Linked DNA regions of Mus musculus: region 1 is linked to region 2. A link is a contact called in public targeted proximity ligation data. All regions are on one chromosome and are shown on one strand. The core of a region is the stretch at or near the end of the contact, and the rest is flanking DNA. Distances in the headings are between cores, read along the strand shown.

What was found.
Region 1: a contact with region 2 is called in a targeted proximity ligation map of astrocytes, with 6 times the contacts expected there. A contact is called at or near these places in 2 of 39 promoter capture datasets (cranial neural crest and stem cell-derived epiblast-like cells), 6 of 484 Hi-C or Micro-C datasets (the C2C12 cell line, adipose-derived mesenchymal stem cells, cerebral cortex and 2 more) and 5 of 130 datasets of targeted methods (astrocytes, neural progenitor cells and pancreatic cancer cells).

Annotation. Positions count from the first base shown.
Region 1 is chr19:19,106,570-19,112,974 of GRCm38.p6, reverse strand. It overlaps Rorb (RAR-related orphan receptor beta), which reads left to right and starts at 1,779. Exons shown (of 10, transcript NM_001043354.2): 1 at 1,779-2,423. The coding sequence starts at 2,417.
Region 2 is chr19:18,888,491-18,895,241 of GRCm38.p6, reverse strand. It overlaps Trpm6 (transient receptor potential cation channel, subfamily M, member 6), which reads right to left. Exons shown (of 39, transcript NM_153417.2): 38 at 6,201-6,307; 39 at 2,731-3,238. The coding sequence ends at 3,105. Among named protein-coding and RNA genes, the nearest start is that of Gm41814, 140 kb to the right of the region's middle.

The DNA.
Region 1 (6,405 bases), core at 530-3,029, 220 kb before region 2:
AAAATGATATAGTCACAATTTGTTTCTTGACTATTTTATATGCAGTAATTTTTAATGAAGCAACTAAATTAGGCATAACTTACTGCAGCTTTAATGTAGTTATGATGAATATATTTTACTTGATTAAAAATGATAAAAACCAGGGAGCCTTAAATATTATCTTAAAAGATTAACTACTGTGTCAATTAAAAATCTAGGAGAAAGGTATTTATGAGGAATAGCTTTCCTGAATAGTAACTTCCTTTGTTCATTTCATTTAATTAATGACTCAATCGACTTTTACTTTCTCCACAACATGTTCCTAAATTACACGCAAATGGAACTGCCCACAGCCGAACTGTTTTGGTTAAACACTGACAGAAGATTCGGGAATTAATACAATTCTTATTGGTGAGACAACTAGTTGATGGTGTTCAGTGTACAGAGGACTGAAGGACTCCAAATTCTACAACATATTACATATTATTACATATTACCCAAAGCAGCATGAATAAATACTGGCAAAAAAAAAAAAAAGTCGAGTTATTTGGGTATGGAGAATGTTGGGGAGGCTCACTTTTAGAATGACTGTGACACGGAGTCCTGTCTCTGTGCTTTCAAAATGATCAAGCAAACTTTTGCACTTCCTGTCTCATGATGCTCAATTCACCAAAGTTTCCAAGCAGTACCTAACTACACGGAAGGAAATCGATGCCATGCTTCTATAGTGTGTGTTTGTTTCATCTACAAAGAATGAAACCATGCCAAAAAAAGAACAAGTTTGGATACCTGTGCTTCATTTTGTTTTGTTTTCTCTTTCAGAATACAGGTAAATTGTCAATAGATGACAAATTTCTTGTAAAGAATGCAGTCTCATGACCTTCGTTTTAGTACCAAACTCTCCTAAGCAGGTGTCTCTGGGGAGCTACTAGCCAAGAGTCTTGCTCTTTAAACCTTCACCAACTGAACAGAACCACACAGTCTTGCCTTCTAGTCTAGGCTCTCTGCCAAGTGTCCCGTCACTAAAGTGACAAATAAAAAGGCAAATGAGCCTGTCCTTAAGTCCTGCAACCAGGGTCAAAGGGTTTCCAAATGCTAAAGAAACCCTTGTCCTTGGCAAAGGAACCTGGGACTACTGAGAAAGGAAGAAGAGAGAAAGGGAAGGGAGAGAGAGGAGGGGAGGAAGGGAGGACCTGAGGCTCAGCATTAGTTAGTTAAAGTTAGAGTGAGGGGTGGGGAGCATTTGAACAGTCTTTAAAAGAAGCTGCACAGAACTAGAGGGGTGTGGTTTTGTAGTCTACCGCTACAGCAGAAGCGTCTGACAAGGTAAACACTCTGCCAGAGGAGCCTGCATTATGGAACAGGGACGCTTCAAAGCGCTGTCGTAGTGTACAAAACTCTTTTGGGACTCTTGCAGTAAGAGGGAATGAGAGTGCAGCCCAGCGGTTCGCCTAGACTCTTCCCTCCAAAGACCTGACTGACCAGTGTCCCTTTCTAATTACTGGAGTCAGAAGTGAACGTCACTCTCACATCTGCCTCACTCTCCAGGGCGCGCTAAGCTTGGCCCAGATCAGACCTCAGATAGGACCTTCTCTAATTCCCAGTCTGGGTCCGCACATCCTGGGACGCCAGAGTCCCTAGCCCCGCCCCCTGTCCCCAAGAGCGTCCCCTCCCCCGCCTCCCCAGACTCTCCACGCGCTGCGGGACGCTGATTGGCCATGGTGCTGACAGGAGGCGGGGCCAGGAAGTCCGGCCAAACCCGCCCTCGCGTATAAGCCTCTTCTGCGCTCGCTCTCTCCACCTCTCTCCTCTTTCTCTCTCGCTCCCTTCGTCTCTGCAACTGAACAGTGAAAATTCACATTGTGGATCCGCTAACAGGCACAGATGTCATGTGAAAACGCACATGCTCTGCAATCCATGCCGCCTTTCTTTCTTTTCTGTTTCCTTTTTTTCCCCCTTGATAATTCTCCCTCTTCTTTGTAACTAACAAAACCACCACCAACTCCTCCTCCTGCCGCTGCCCTCCTCCTCCTCCTCAGTCTAAGTGATCACAAAAGAAATCTCCGAGCCCCGAGGCGGTGGCATTTTTTTTTTTTAAAGCAAGCACATTGGAGAGAAAGAAAAAAAGAAACAAACAAACAAACAAAAGCAAAACAAAACCCAGGCACCAGCAGCTAGGACATTTTTTTTCCACTCTGCCTGAAAACAAACAAACAGCCATCAGAAACAGTCATCAGCAACAGCATCAAAACTGTTAGCTTAGCGGCGGCGGCCACCGTCACCCTGTGGCCACGACATCTGCCTAAAGGGATGCTTCTCTCAGCGGAGCAGCTCTTCGCCGACCGCCTTCTTCCCTCGTGCTGAGCGGAATTTTTGGGTTCTCTGGGGTTCGGGCTGGGAGCTTCATGACTACGCGGAGCAGGACAGCGGCCACATCATGCGAGGTAAGCGAGCCCGCGGGCGGGCGCCCAGAGCAGGACAACTCTAGCTAGACCGGGAGCTTTGGGGGAGGGGAGAGCTCTCGGCCCAAGGGAAGAGAGATTGGCTACTCGAGGCTCCCCGAGTTCGGTTCGCAGGTGGGACTGCAAATGGCCTGGGCTTGGAAAGTTGTGGGAAGGTGTGGAAGGCTCGGGGATTTTGGCAGGACGCTGAAGGGCGCATTTTTTGGAGACCAGGACAGTGCTAATCGCGCCTCCCAGTTCTGGATTTGAATCTTTTCTGCGCGTCGCTCTCCGGTGCGCCACAGGACACGGGATAGAGAGCAGGAAGTCGGGTGACTTTGGGTAGAAGAGGCTGGCAGCTCGCATCCCGCCGTGGTCGCTAGCCATAGGTGAACTCCCTGGCATAAGTGGGGATCACACTGGCCCAGGCTGCCAGATGCAGGAGCAGTCTATAAGCGCGTCTCTTTCTAGAAATAGTAAACACGGTATGCTCCCGAGAACCGGGAAGCAGATGCTTACGTCTGGACCTTCCTTGGGTCCCCTCTTCCCCGTTCTGCTTCACTCTGGATAGGCCGACCCCCCTCTCGCCCTAACACTCCCCCCCCCAAAAAAAAAGTTGGTAGGAGAAAGTTCTGGAGAGTGAAGGCCATACTACTCACATCGGAGAAAACAGGGTCTCAAGCTCTTTTGTGGGATAAAGGACCAAAATAGAAGCTAATACTAAGTGCACCTTCTGGATAGAACCACCACTGTCAATGTTGGTGCTATCTCAGGGACAAGTGGCCCTCAGGGAAGACAGAGCTCAGTCTCCTGCTCTGACTCCAAAACTGGGAGCTACCTGAGCAGCTGGCCAGAGGGCATGAGGAGTCAGTTTGTAGATCTCAGTGGTACAAGTTTCTTGCTTTCTCACTTTACAGTGGGGCACAATTTCTTCTTTTCTTAAAGAGGCCACCACCGGGTGCCCTCCTAACTTGGACATCTGAGTATGTCTGGACACCCAGCCCCTAAATCCAAGCTTCTCTTCTTTGATGTATTGCGTTCCTATGGTGGCTTTTCTCTCTGATTCACAAGTTCCTCCGGAGCAAAAATAAGCAAGCGACAGTCAACTCTGAACCTTCTTGCATCTTGGACGGAAGTGCTTTTGAGCAGGACACTGTTTAGAACAGGGCCCAAAAATACCCATCTCCATCTACCGGGCTGCCTACTCTGGTGCACTTAGGGAGGAGTGGGCATGACCCTCACCCTGGTCGTTATTGAGGAGCCCTAGGCCTGTCTTGACCTTGAAAGCACAGCGTGAGCCCTGGTGTTTGTAGAACAAGGCAGGACAAAAAAGGATGGAGAAAAGCTGATCATTACCCATGGGGATGGAGGAATAAGTCTCTAGATAAAGGACAAAGGTGTCTGGGTGAGTGTCTTGATTGACCTGCGAGCACTGGAAGTTAGAATCTCTGTGTGCTTGTGCACAGTGACAACAGCTGATTGTCCCAGTCACGGGATCGTCACATGCTCCACTATCCAGATTCTTTCCAGAAACTGTAGTACAGAAACTGGTGGGCAGAGCGCCTTTCCTTAGCGAGAACTTGGATTTTCTTGTTTCTCTTTTTCTGACTCACCTCAGGATCTCACACACTTTCCTTTCCTTTCGGTTTCCTTCACTTCCATCTGAAGCTGCCAGTTAGCAGTTTGACTTTTTCTTCTCCCCCACCCTCCAGCAATACCCCTCCCATGACTAAGTTCAAGCTATCTGAGGGTCAGAAGCCACGTGCCACAGCAGTTGGTCCCCTGCACTAAAGGCTGGAGCTGCTTAAGCTCTTAAGCTACAGTGTCAAGCAGAGCGCAGCTTCCCAGCGCTTCACCTTGATCTTGCTGTTCCTGTGGCTTTACTGCCGGTCTCCCCTTAGAGACACCTGGCTGCAGCCAGCTTGAAGGATTTAAGACAAGGACTAGTGCCCTGTTTATATTAAATTAGATATTCACATGAACCCACATCTTTGTCTCAGAGAACACCAAGCTCACCAGACTGCCCAGGACAGTTCACCAGCTCTAACCCAAGATGACTCTCCGGAGGTGACTGGAGGAAACTACTGGTAGAGAAGTCATTGGTCTCTAGCCCTTTGCCTCTCCTCTCCTGACCTCACACTGTCCCATTCGCTTTCTCTGCAGTCAAAGAATTATCCTATCCCAACCTAAGTGGCTGGCTGTTCCTTAAAGATGAAATAAGAAGTCCCTTCAAGGTTCAGTGGCCGGTATTCCACAGGGAAAGGATATAGGGTGCAAGAAGAGCCAAGCTATCCAGAAGTCATCTAATAGTTGAACTTGAACTTCAATTAAGAGGTGGTGGGGGTGGGGAGCATCAAATTCTCTATCCCTTTGTGCGGGGGCTGTTAAGCTGAGCATATTGGAACTGATTCTGCTAGGGGAGGAGCTGGTATTAAACTTGGCTTTGCCCTTTGCTTGTAAGCATGTCATCTACTCCATACACCATGCCCTGCCCTGCCATTTCTCACACTGTCTCCACTTCCATGTGGTCCTGTCAGAACTTTGGCTCCGACGTTTGCTTCTGGCAATGGCAACTGTCCTAAGTCAGGTCAACTTGCCAGACACAAACCGTGTCTAGGATTGAGCAGTCTCCCTGTGGACTAATCCAACAAACTACCCCCAGGACAGACTATGCCACCCAATAATGCCTCTGCTTGGGGTATTTGAGAGACTATTTCTGGGGAAGCTCTAGGGTAAAAGGGATGTTAAGAAGCTCTGATACTTGGGTTCATTGCTCCGTCCTGAAGCTGAATCTTCCTAGAGAAGATCCAAGTTTCAGCCACAGCCCCTCTCCACTAAAGTGGGGGAGGCTGCAGCTTGCTGACCCACAAAACTTTGCTTCCTTTGTCTGGCATGTGAGTGTGTGTGTGTGTGTGTGTGTGTGTGTGTGTGTGTGTGTGTGTGTGTGTGTGTAGAGGGGTGGTCCTTTGGAGTTTTAAGGATGCTTCTTCTCTTGCTTCCTAAAAGGAAACAGCTGGAAAGGGAAAAAGTAGGTAGGAGAGGAGTAAGCCAGCCCGGTATGGTTTTTCAAGGCTCCCTGTTGAGTAGTCTGTCTTGTTTATTACAAAGGAAACATAAATGGTGGCTTTTCTCTCTGGTGTCTGCATAAAATCCCACTTTTCCAAACAGGAGCACTGTTGCCTTTGCAATCAGTAGGTGACTGCAGCTTGGGAGGATTTATCTCTGGTTTTATTCTTGTGGTAAATAAGGAGAAATGATGGCTTTTAAAACAAAACAAAACAAAACAAAAAGTCTGCATTCTGTCATTTACAGGTAGTACATTTCTGTTGCCTACTAAAGTTAAAAAAATAAAAAATAAAAAAAAAATCAGCTTGCTCTCTGAGATGTAGCCACCCTTGGAAGTAAAGAGATCTGAATATCCCTGGATTTTTTTTTTCTTAAATAAAGTTGTTGCTCTAAATTTTCTCTGCAAGTTCCAATTAAATTATTTAAGTCAAATATTTCCAACCAATAGTTCACCTTACACACACACACACACAAATTGAATGCTTGCTGAAAGGATGTCTCTGTCAGCACTCCGTTAATTTCTGCCCACTCAGAAATCACCAATGAACTGTCTTTCTAACAAGAAAATTCATTCAACAGCTTAAAGAAAAATCGTAAAACTGTGTCTCAAGTACTGTGGGAAAATATATAGCCAAAAAAATTTCCCAAATATTCTCCTAAATGGCTATTAGAACCTCCACCCACCTTGCTCCTCCCTCGACAGCCGTGGTAAATTGTTAACTATTACGAAACAGACATCTTAGAGCTGAAGGTTAGGCATGGGTCCACTGTAGCTTTTATATAAAAAAAAAATCAGTAAATGTAATGATGAGAATTTTGAGTATCAGACTTCATAAACAAGAGTCAAAAGATTAAAACTCCTTTGTCTGCGTCCACCTAAAACTTGGAAATCCTTGCACTTTCTATAAATGACAATAAC
Region 2 (6,751 bases), core at 3,637-6,136:
CTCTAAAGGATGTTAGTTGCTGAAAGAAGATGTGGGTGAGTGACAGACCAAACTTTTCTTATTACCAACCAGTTCTGTACTGGCAAAATTTAAATCATGGCTAATAAAAACGTGAAAAAAAATAAAAACATTGCTTTGCAAACATCAAACTGTATCTTCTTTCTTTTCATGCCTCCAAAAATAACACCTCAGGTGGTGCCACTTTGGGCTCCATCTCTTGTCCTAGAAGGCAGGAAGAGGAGGGCAGAACAAACAAGACAGGTAAGTCTTGATCCCGCAAAGAGCAAAGGAAAGAGAGCTGCTCTGAAGGGGGGAGGTGTTTCCTGATTTGAAACTGTATAATTAATCTTGAAAGCAAAAAAAAAAAGGGGGGGGGAGCCATGAGTGAGCCTCTTCTCTCTAGAAAAGGAGAAAGAGCAGGAACGCCTTTGTGCTTGTGAAGAAACAACAGGTCCACTGAGTCCCACCTGTAAATACTCAATAATGATCAGATCATACCAAAATGAAAGCCTCTCACTATTTATTGAACTGGATTCCAGGCTCACAAGAAGCGTTTTAAGTGATATTCTCAAAGGATAGTCTAAATGCTATCTCATTACCATTCACCGTCATTTAGAAGTTAAGTATCTTCAACTCCATTTCAGAGTTGAGGGTTAACAGAAAGGTTAAACAAATTATATAAACTTGCATTAAAAGTCTGAAATGGTAGAGACCAATGTGTATGGTCCTGTGAGGATGACATGTCTTTCTTTGAAAAATTAAGCAACATATCTAAGTAATTTTTAGGAGAGAATTAAAAAAAAGAGAGAGGAGGGATATGTCTTATCTGCACATATTGGTCTACAAAGAAAAGGTAAAAATAAATAATAAATACCTATTGTGTTAACTGCAAAGCCAGTGTGTCTTCCTGAATCCTTGCTATTTTCTGTCCCCACCCATGTGGCTGGAGATTTGAAATGCTATTTAAGTCTCAATTTCCTTCAGAAGCTAACCTCTGTGGTATAAAATGCTGTTAAGGGGGAAAAAAATCTTTTCTGTCACTTGACTTTAACTTATGATAAATTAGCTTCAACTAGTTTCTTAGAAAATTGCCCAAGAAATGACTACAGAAAATTAAATACCAAGACTTCAAAGAGGCAAAACACACAGCCTTCAAATTCCGACCTCAGAGAGTAATCCTCCCTTTCTCGTGCTTTGGTGAGCTGTGAGTAAAGAAATCTTACTGGGGCATGGTAATGAACCATCTTTCAAATGACTTTTCTATCAATCTTCTTTTCAAAGGGTAATAAAGTGATGATTATTTCGAGGCACTTTCTGGGAAGTTATCATCTCATTTCAATAGTCACCAGTAAAGGACTGCACTCGGGCGTTATCACCCATGGTGATAAGGGTAAGAACTGGTTAAGAATTCAATAGACAAGGTATAGGTTGTTAAAAGCTATTTCCTAGGAAATTAAAACAGAGAGACATCAAAAGAATCATACTGGCTCTCAAAGAGTTGGTCGTCATCTCCTTCTAGGTTAAAAATGTAAATCTGATTTATTACCTAGTGGATGAAATCCACTATCATTTGAAGATTGTTTTATTTCTTTTAAAAAGTATTGTTGACCTCACACCATGAGCTGTGCCTTTTGCTTCATCTAGTGAGAGGCATAAGAAAACCTGACAAAGGCATCCACCATCACTTCTAAAACCAGAGTGTTATCTCTCATCTAAAACAACAGTCAACAACAAAACCATGCACTGACTGGATGGTTATTGGGAACTCCTGATTGTCCAGCATTTCATTTGCAAAGCCACAGAGTAAGGAATACCCCCAAATTATATCTAATCTCATGCCTCAGAGCTGCAAAGAGCTCTAAGACAGCAAAGGATAGATGCCACTCAGAATCTAGAGATAGATAAATGCCTTTGGAAAGAAGTCCCTGAACACTAGATTCCTGCACAAGAACTTCCTGACCTCGCCTTCTCCTTAGACTCTTACATCCACATCCCACCCATGACCAAGGCTCTGCACCTAGAAAAGAATTGTGCACGTCATTGTCCCTCCAAGATGCTAGAATATACATGTCTTCTTATCTGCCCTAATTCTCTTATTCCAATCGAAGCCTTCTGTTTGAACAGGGAGGGTACAGGACCCATCTAGAAGTCAAATTTCTCAGGACTTCGTTGTCAGAATTCTACAATGGAAGGAGCAAAATACCTGCAATGCAGTTCAGTATCTTTCCCCTACAGGACTGGCCAAGGAGAGCATAGATGTGATATGACACAGTACTGTGAGGAAAAGTATGAACAGAGACTGGTGAGGGTCTCTGGCCATAGTGTTTCTGAGCTTAATAAAGCGAAGCCTTTCTTAATAGTTTCCAGGATTACATCCCCCCCCCCCGCCCCGCATCAGTTTTCTTATTTAAATAAAAAGATGTAAGAAAAAAATGGTTTGGATTCTACTTTCGTTTCAATCAGAGAAACTGAAAAATTCCAAGTATCATGTGATTTGATAACAATGCTCCAATACATCTAGAGTGCACCAGGACATGGCCTTTTTATGGCTATGGATGCTCCAGTCTTGGCCAACAGATACTCATCCCAGGATTTTCCCTGTTGTTTTTGTTGTTTTCACAACTTACATTGCTAAAGAGGGAAGAAGAAAACACATATGTATAGGTAGGTATATGTACAACCCTTGGATGAAATCATGAATAACAGTGAGGACAAAGTCTTCAAACGCAGTGAGAAAATAAATTAATTTATTCCCTAGTTCGTTAGTGCACAGCATTCTACTCCAAGTGGCCAGCTGAAGCAATGAGGTATAGAGGAAAGTATTCCCAACTGACTCATCTAGCATCTTCATGCAGAACCGGGAGATGAGAACGCATGCCACACATTCTTCTCAGAAGTCAATACCCAGGAGAACCCCTCCATTATGCACTGTGCCCTCTAGGCAGTGGGAGATGAGGCTCAGAGGGCACTTCCAGGGAGGTCCACATTGTAAAGTCATGGTGATGGAGATTCTGACATAGTCAGGATCATGCCAGTCTATGTCCATCACTATAGAAGTCATGGCAGAAGGAGCTAAAGGACCACCGTCTTCCTTCATCATCTTTTTAAAGGCGTGTGTGATCTTCCAGGGAACTTCTATTTTTGTCTCTTTCTGGAAGCTCCTCAGTTGGTTCAATGGTTTGCCCAAATCCCAAGTTGCAGTGTGTTCTTGAAAGGGAGTAATCATTCCTTTTTAAATCTACAAAGAAAGAAAGATAGTTTCAGTAGATGACATAGATCACATTGATTCATGCAGGTGGACTGGACATCAGGCTTAGTCAAAGGGTTCAGGGAATCTCTGCTGCCCCAGGACTTGGGCATATGGATTCCAAACACTCAACCATATCTAAGCCCAGGCTCTCTGCATCCCATGACTATGTGAAACTCTAACTCCATATGCTGTCATGGTGTGAGGCACAGGCCACCATCTAGTAGGGAGAGAAGATGTGACTGGCCCAAGTTAAGTGAGGTCCAGTACGAAATGGGAACCTTTAGAAGGATCAGAGGGATGGGTTGAAACAGTTGCAAGAAAGTTCTCCGCAGCTCTGTGGCTACCTACAAAAGTTTCACCATCTCAAGATCATATCAAATGTTTCCTAAGCCTTGCCTCTTCTGCTTACAAAGGAAAGTTAAAAACATGGCCGATGGGGTAAGCTTTGGGAAGACTGGCTATAGGAAAAATGACATTAAATGTTACATGCATCTTTTTATGCTGTGATTCATGACCAGATTTCAGGCTGCAGCTGCGGGATGATTGACACATTCACCAGCTCCTGCCTCCTTTACTGATGGACTTCAGCCCAGCCCTAACCCCTTCCTGGGTTCCTGATGACCAGCCCAGAGGACACAGTGCTGTGCATTGACCTCTTTGCCCATTCACTGTGAATTCACATCATGGGCAGTTATGTGAGTGCAGCCTTCTTCACTCCTTTGTTAGCCTTGAGCGAACAGGGCTCATGGGCTAGACACTGTGGGTGCCAGCATTAGGAAATCAAGGGTATCACTCAGGGTGAGAGCATGTAGCTGGGGGTGGATGTATGAAGCCCTGAGCTTAACCTCTGGTACCAGGAGGAAAAATTCATATTTCTTGGTTTAATTTTTAATGTTAAATGGTGATTTTCCTACATAAAAAAATGAACTCATGAGTATGTATACTAACATATATTTAATAATATAGCCAACATTTATTGATCATATACATAAAAATAAATCCTTATCTCAACTTTGTGTCAGATACAATTATCTCTTACTTGCAGATGAAGATGTTAAAGGTCAAAGCCTTGTATTCAGTGGAGAGCAGAACAGGGCTACATGACCCTACCTGGGCCAAGATTTCAGATTCTTATGCATTGCCTTAACCTGCCTCTGCCTTAAAAATAAATAAAACATAAAAAGTAAAGGTACTTCTTATTCTGTTCTCCAAACTAAACGTGTTTGCTGTCACGCTTTGTGCCCAGAGTTGCATCCCCAGACTCCACATGTGGAGGAAGAAAAGCCACAAGGCTTCCAGCCTACCATGGCATGCCAACATACAAACATGAACCCTACACCATATTCAACAATTAACTAGGCCCAAAGGTTGGAACCTATGAGTAATGTCTCAAGCCTGCCTGGCTCCTAGATGATCAGATACAGTCCTGGGTCTTTGAGCATAGAAGCTGCCCTGTCCGGGCTACAGTGAGTCAGACAGGGCAGAGTCCAGTGCCTAAGGATGAAGATTCCTGAGTGGATTCCAGGCCACAACTGAGGGATGAGTCAGATATTCACGAGCTCCTGCCTCCCTGCCTAGAGTTCTGATATCCCTCAGCCAGCCCCAACCCCTGCCTGGGTTCCTGATGACCAATGCAGGGCACAGTGTTGCACAGTGTTGTACAGTGATCCCTTTGACCATCGGCCACGAGCTCACACTGTGGGCAGTTAGGAGAATGCAGCCTCCTTCTTTGCTCCTCTGGCATTCTTCTTCCATATCTGCCCCTGCATGATGACACACTCTATTTTGACTGATGGAGGAAAGAAGACCCAGAAGTCTAATTCTAATCCCTTTGCTTTGTTAAGTCTTGCTCACAAAAGCCTCCCTCAATTTCAACAGAATTAGAAATTGCCCATTTTTGTTATGGAAGTACATAGGTCCACCCTGGGTTGTAGTGGAAGTTAATCTTTTTTCTGATTTCTAGTTCAGGGTATGACTTTTTCAGAAAGAGAGGGTGGGGGGAGGAAAGAGAGGAAAGAAGGGAGGGAGGGAAGGGAGGGAGGGAGGGAGGGAGGGAGGGAGGGAGGGAGGGAGGGAGGGAGGGAGGGAGAGACAAAGTGCCTATGGCCTATGTTGCTCAAGCTGAAGGTGAGTTCCTGGACTATGGTGAGCCTCCTGCCTCTGCCTCTGCAACATCTTCAGCTATAGGTGTAGCCACAATACCCCACTCAGGACTGCACCTTTCGATATGTGAAATTCCAAATTCCAGGGTAAGAAAACAGTTGCTATGACCCAGGAAAGAGTTAAGCAGACAGCAAGCATCCTTTCTGAGAAGGACAAATAGACTCCAGCAGAGCCAGAATTTCTCAAGCACACACACACACACACACACTGCGATCAAAATTTAATGTGGCAGGTGTGGGGGCTGGGAATGTAGCCCAGTAGTAGAGTGCCGGCTAGTAGGACAGAGTACTGGGTTCTAAGCCCACTGCTGTAAAACAAACAAACAAACGAGGGAATAAAGCAGTGGTTGTTACAGCTTAAAGCAGTGCTTTAACTGACAGCCTTTCTTCTCTCTGAGCCACACCCTCTCCGGTGCCCAATGGGCAAGCTGGAACGGAATAAAAATGCTCCAGGCATGCCATCTGCAAGCAAACAGGACATTGGAAGGGAAGCGAGGGGCCTTCGTCCTGTTTCATTCCCTTTAAGTAGGTGGAACGTTTTTTCTCTGGGCCGACTGTGACCAGCTTTGGGCCCCAGGTTGTTTTATCGCATTTTGGCAGAGCCTCAAGCAAATCCCTGTCCTTTTTTAATCCCTCCTGAGACTTGAAATTTTTCACTCAGAAAGTCAAGCTTGTGAATAGCTGCTAGTGAGATAAAAATGCGGTTAAGATTTTGACTCGATCCTGAGTTATAATAACTGTTATTCTATGAGAGTTCTTCGGAAGAAACAGTCACCGCGGCGGCTTACCCGGCAGTCTGAGCTTCCCACAGCAGGAGTTGCAGCGATGTTTTGCAATGAAGCTTCTAATTGCATCTTCCCCTAAATTGGCCGGTCCAAACACCATCCCTCTTGATCTAGAGGAAATATCAGAATATCAATTAGATCACAGCCGAGAAAAAGGAGTCCAACTAGGATTCTCTGAGATTGCGAACAGTATCCCTTAGTAACCTAGCCACTTAAAGGAGCCAACAAAGAACAGAGCACTTTGGGGAAGGAACAATGTTAGGTTTGCAAATTTAAAATTCAAATGCACTTAAATCTTTGTACCCAACTCCAAGACCTACTGTGAAACTCATTCCAACACTAATCTGATAGAAGAGTGAATTTTCGATGTGGTACATTAAAACAAAATACAGTGAAACCCTTTTTAATGCATATGGTGTGAGAGAATGGCATTCATTATCATACGCTCTACTAAAACACCCCAAAGGTAAAGGGTAGAATAACTTTGCTATAGCACACACCTTCTAAAACAGACGCCTGTGCACTGCTCTGCACCCAAATCCTCTTCTGAAAAA